Regions from separate parts of the Rattus norvegicus genome. Here region 2 is linked to region 1. Evidence: chromatin contacts called from public Hi-C data. All regions are on one chromosome and are shown on one strand. Each heading gives the region's core, a stretch centred on a gene start, on an enhancer-like site or on the middle of the called end of the contact. The rest is flanking DNA. Distances are from core to core; before and after follow the strand shown. Region 1 has its middle 79 kb from the start of Cyria. Region 2 holds the start of Cyria (CYFIP related Rac1 interactor A).

What was found. Hi-C and Micro-C count contacts between places; a contact is called where the count stands out from the background.
Region 2: a Hi-C map of Schwann cells shows a contact between it and region 1, with 5 times the contacts expected there. The contact joins the promoter of Cyria here to the enhancer-like site in region 1. A contact is called at or near these places in 5 of 12 Hi-C or Micro-C datasets (the Rat2 cell line, Schwann cells, frontal cortex and 2 more).

The regions. Positions count from the first base shown.
Region 1 is chr6:40,693,635-40,696,468 of GRCr8, reverse strand. No RefSeq gene overlaps it. Among named protein-coding and RNA genes, the nearest start is that of Cyria, 79 kb to the left of the region's middle. Within about 2 kb of position 1,403, at least 17 of the 93 cell types and tissues checked have an H3K27ac peak or open chromatin away from gene starts, as enhancers often do.
Region 2 is chr6:40,772,561-40,775,518 of GRCr8, reverse strand. It overlaps Cyria (CYFIP related Rac1 interactor A), which reads right to left and starts at 1,325. Exons shown (of 12, transcript NM_001106718.2): 1 at 1,287-1,325.

The DNA.
Region 1 (2,834 bases), core at 154-2,653:
AAGATCTTCAAATATCCTCGTCTGTCAGCTTGAGAGAGCACAGGCTAATTTACACATAAATTACATCTTGAGGGTCACTCTTCCATGGCATCATCAAAAGGATACTTTTGACCAAGAAAGGGGATTTGTTTTTCTTTGGCTGACATTGCTGGCAAGCAATACTATTCAGGCTTCCTGTGGTTGTATAGCCTCACCTCTGAGTCAGACATCTTCATGAAGCTGTAGAACAGCCACCTATAAGTTTGGCTTAGGTCTTCACTGAAGCAGCTTCGAACCACCTATCTCAGTATTGTACCACAGCAACCACCTTGCCACAAGATTGGCTATGCCCTTCTCCTACTTAAAGCACCATGATAACTATGAATCATGCAGATAATGTGGGACCACTTTCCAGTACCACACAGGGATTACCTGCTGCCCATTCTTTAGCACCCTGTCTCTGCACTAGATGTCCCTTCGGTTACGATCAAAGTCCCAGCTATATCAAAATTCTCTCCCTCCAAAGCCCCAGGCTTTTCTAATGGCCAGATGCCTTTGTTCTCAGCACCCCTGTCCTGTTCCCACCCTTCTGTTCTCAGTTCCCTTGTCATCCGGATCAGTGTTAAATCTCTTACACTGCTACAAGACAAATGGCTGATAGTGCTTATTTAACATATCACAGCAGACCCATCAGCCAGATTCTTCTCCCCGGCATCTCTCATGGCCTTCGGGGACTACCCTATAGTCTGAACTCTCCAGGCACTGGGCTGCATTAACCCCCCAGAGGCTCTTCTCTATATAACCCAGCCATTTTGGTTACTACCCTCTCCAATCCTTTGGACTCTCCCAGATGTGTCCACTTCTGGTAATGTTCTCCCTTTTATCTACCATAACCTTTCTCCTCCACTATTCCTAGGGGCGGTCATATTCCTTTATTTCTTTCCCCTTTCACTCATTCAGCTACATCAGCCTGACCAATCAGACCCTCCACTGGATTGAGAGGATACTGCCCTCCTCTTGGAGGACCACTTGTCCTGTCTCTATCATCTGACCTTTACCTATTGGCCACCTCTGTTTGCCTGTTAATCCGGTGGTAACGGGAAATGGGACCACTCTGTCTCCTGGAGGCCTGGCATAGATGCAGAGTGCATTGGAATTTGATGAATTTATGAGCGGTAGAGCCAGGCTCTGATGAGATAACCTCTTGATTTTGTCTCTAACCCTGTCTGCCTTCAGCTCATGTAGAAACAGCTGCAGGGCTCGCAGGCCAAACCCCTTGGGCCAGAGAAACAACTGTCTTGTGAGTGTGTGTTCCCCCTCAAAACAAAGATTGCAACATCCTCCTGGCCTGGAGTTCACAGCTGTGGGAGGAGGTTGTGCTGGGTAGTGCCGGGTCAAGGAGGCAGAGGTGGGGGTGTGGGGAACTGGTAGGTCAGAGTGAGTACTGAGGTAGAGTTCAGCCCCACCCCCCACCTAGCCCATGCAGCCTGACTATGCAAACACTCTGGGAAGAGCCTGTTTTCCTTAGCTTCCTCCCCACATTTTACCTTTCTCTGCTATTTGATTATGTGTGAATTCCTTCTCATCCCTCGGGGAGCTAGCACCCCACCGCCTTTGCAAAATATCTGTCTGAGTTACAGTTTTGCAGATCATCAAGCTTCAAGGGCATTCAAACGACCTTCTGGTGGACTGCGGTGTCTTGGTAAGTGATGCCCTCTGGTGGTCAAATGGAGTAGTTACAATTCTCGGGGAACGTGAAGTAAGTCCATTGGCTTTGCAGTTGCTGGGTATGAGGCTCCAGGGTGGTGTTCAGCAGATGTCCCACTGTCCCTGAAAAAGTGGCTGAAGGGCAACAGGGTTATATATGTGTGTGTGCGCGCGCGTGTGTGTGTGTGTGGGTGTGTTTGTGTGCGCGCGTGCGCGTGATGGGGGTGCTGAAAGTTTACCTTCTAGAAGCTGAGAGCTAAAGAGTAGTTTAGAAACTAGTACAGCCTCAACCACTTATTTCTTAGACGAAGCCGAATCCAGGGAGGGAAAAGGGAATTTCTTAGTCTGTGTGACCAGATGAAGGGGCAGAAAAGGCACACAGGATCTGAAATTCCTCCCTTCTAGCATCTTCTAGCACATTAGGCCACTTGCCATTTAAGTCCTGTGTTTGATTTTACTAACGCTAGAGGAGACTGGCATCCTCCCTCTAAATTTCCGTCAGGTGGGCTCCATCTCAGTCTGCCTTGCTACACGTAGTTTTCTACAAATAATCAGAGTCTCCATCCAAAGTTCCCATCAGCTAGTCCGGAATTTAGAGGGTAGGATTTGAACTGTGGACGCAGAGCACAGAAACAACCTCCGGGGTCTTGACAGTTTAATGAAAAGTAATAGACAGGCAGAGAGACCAAGAGGCATAGGTCACTGACAACTTGAGGCACTAATGGATGTTTCGAAGATAATTAGTAGGGCAATTTGGTAGAGGACAAGTTTGAATTAGGCCCATTAGTGTGGTCAGGAAGGATTTCACTAAAGAAGCAATTCCTACTAGCTACGAGGGTGAGCGCTCAGGGCAGGTAGAGGAGAGGTGTGCAGATGCTCTAGGTCTGGGGTGAGATTGGCAGTTTCCATCATGGAGAAGGCTCGAGAGGTGACAGACTAGTGGCCAGGCAAAGCACATCAGGGCAAAAGCAAGGAAGTCAGGTGAATTCATGGCAGGCCAGAGATACGATCTGATTTACACCTCACATGAATCCCAGACTATGACACTTGCCAGTCTTCACTTTCACACCCGCTCATTGCCTCCAGAAAGTCCTTCATCACCCTACCAAGTGGGAGTCACTTCTCTGAGTCCTGGTGCTAACATCTCT
Region 2 (2,958 bases), core at 76-2,575, 79 kb before region 1:
TGGGAACAACTCTAACAGGCTGGTCTTCCCAAAGCTGAGGCTTGGCTGGGAGCCACCCTCCTCTTGCTGCCCTGCACAGGTCCTCGAAGTGCATGGTCCTAGCCCAGCTTTCTCTGAGTCCTGGGGAGTCAACACTGTGCAGATAGCCTGGGCCCATTTAGAGGAGGTGGTGATTGGTCAGAGTAGTGAAAGTTTCTAATAAGGAAACCACAAAGGTTCAGGAGAATCCTATAAGCCTGGGTTCTCTATGAAGCAGGCAGAATAAACATCCACATAGGAGAAGAAATTATGTCCAGAACGCAGAATGGTGGCTCTATCAGTATTGGACCCTTCCTCTTCCAATGATGGCTGACAGAATTCTGGGGATCTTCACAGAGATGGGGGTTGGGGGTGAGCATGAGAGCTTTAGTAGATTTAAATGGCAAACGCCCTAGACCGAGTCTCTGGGGACATAGGCCAAGAAGTTTAACAGCTTGGAAAAGGAATAGGGGACAGGCTGGCACATTTTGTCAAGAGGTGTTCTTGTCAGTCTCTCAGCTGGCAAACGAGACAGGTGTGTCTACCAAAAAGCATGGCTGGCCTGAGACCAATGCCTCGGGAAGTGGGTCAAATTGTTCCCGAAGCTCCAGCTTGGAAAACTCTCCTCCTGCTGGACTCTAGTTAGAAGTTCTGGCATGAGGGGGAGTGAATACCCCGGAAGCGAGGAGATCCTAGGCACAGCACTTTCTCTGCTGGCTAAGCACCTCTGTGGCAGGTGGCAGCAGAAGGGTCCAGGTGTGCAGGGGCCAGGACGGGCTTCATCCACGCCTTGGGACTACAGAAATATGGGGAGCAGAGGAATGGCCCTCGCAGGGGATCCTGGAGGAGGAAGATCGCCGGTCTCCTGAAGAATAGCTTTGGAGATAGAGGTTCGGGGAGCCTTCCTGAAGAATAGCTTTGGAGATAAAGGTTCGGGGGCGGGGGGGATAGAGATGGGAGTGGTTGAAGGGTGAAGGGACTCTTCTGGAAAAGAAATAAATCAGGAGAGAGACACGGAGAGAGGGAGCAATGGACGCACAGACCTCTGGCTCGGGAACCAAGAACAGTTCGTGAGAGAGTCGTGAGCTAGCTGCTTCCCTCCCTCGCCCGGGGCTGCAGGGCGTCGCGATCCCGGCGAGGAAAGCCACTGTCGCCTCGCTCCACCAAGTCCGGCGCCCGGGAGGCCCCCGCGCCTCCGCAGCACCTTTCCCTGCGAGTCCCAGCCCGGGTTCCCTGCCGCGCCCTAGCCGCGTCCGCACCACGCTCACCAGAGTCGCAGCCGCTGTCGCCGCCTCGCTCCTGCTCAGCCGTCCGCTCCGCCGCTGTGGATGCCTCTCCCCCGGCAGCCGCAGCCCGAGAGTCGGCTTCCAGCCCCGCCCCACCCCGCCCCCGCCCCGCCCCACGGCCCGCCCTCCCCGCCCTGGCCGGGGAATCCCACCCCGCTGTCACCAAGAGGGCCGGGTTCCCTTCTAGCCCGCTAGGCACTAGGAGCTGCACCCAGGAGTTAGCACTACCTCCCAGCTAATGGTAACCCTCTCTCTGCCTGGGTAACTTGCCTTTCCTGGGTCACTAGGAGGCCTGAATTCCTCCATCCCTATCTTTCCCCTTGAAACAAACAAACAAACAAACAAACAAAATACAAAGAAAAACCCTCAAAAGACATAATCCCCATAGGTCACTGGCATATACTCATACTGACACTAGTGCTCATGCCAGATCACCCCAAAACACTTAGCTCCCCCTCCCTGGGCCCAAGTTACTTTGGATGGTGAACCCTGCTTGTTCTTAACACTTCCCTTGCCTATCCTAGTAACACACACTCAGCCTTAAAGACCATAGTTATTGGATGGGGTCCCCCAAAAGTCTTCCCAAATACCTAGCCCATGAAATGCAACGGTCTTCTAAACACTGATTCTAAAATTCTGCAGTGTAAGGAGAAAGTAGCTTAAACTCTCATTGTCAGGGATCATTGTTTTAAAACATCTGCCGAGAAGGTTAAAAAGCAGGAGATTCCGGAAGCCCAGAGGACTGAGCTATGCCAAACAGGTTGTGAGTCAGAGCCCCTGCATGTGCATTTGCCTTGCAGACACCTAGTTTGGCTGCTCTTTTCCCCAGTCAGCCAACCAAAGAAGATCATTATAAAATTTATACACAGTGTGTCAGGTCTTGTGCTGACAACCATGGCTTCTTTGGATAATGAATTTGAGGGTTGGGAACAGGAGGAGAGTTTGGGGGCTCCCACAAAGAAAGTAGCTTCAGGGAAAGCATTGCTCTGTCCTCTCGCTTCAGGCCAGTATGAGTCCCCATGAAGGATTTGCTCTGCCTAAGTCTCCAGAGGCTCTGACAGTCTGTGTTTCTGACAGGCTTGGAGGAACTGCTTAGTGGTGGGGTGTTTGGTTCAGTTTTGGCAAGAATTCAGACAGGGTCTAGACGGGCACAGTCTAGTTAGAATAATAGAGTCTTCCACATGGAAATGGTCCTTGGGCTGCAAAAGTTTCTCAAAGCCTCCCTGATCTGCATTAGCCCATATTTTTTGGTCTTTCTGAAGACAGTTTATTTTATGTTATTATGATTCTATTAGAATTTTTTCTTGCCATGGCCTTAACTTTGATTTGTTTGTCTGAAACACACACACACACACACACACACACACACACACACACACACAGAGAGAGACAGATACACAGACACACAGATACACAGAGAGATACACACACACAGACACCACAGACACACACAGACACACACACATACACACACACACACACACACAGGGGGGGGGGGAAGAGAGACAGACACAGATACACAGATACAGACACACAGACACACACATACAGGCAAATATGCTTGCATGCATGTACACACACATGCACACACACAATCACACTCACACACACACACACACACACACACACACACACATACACACACACACCTCTG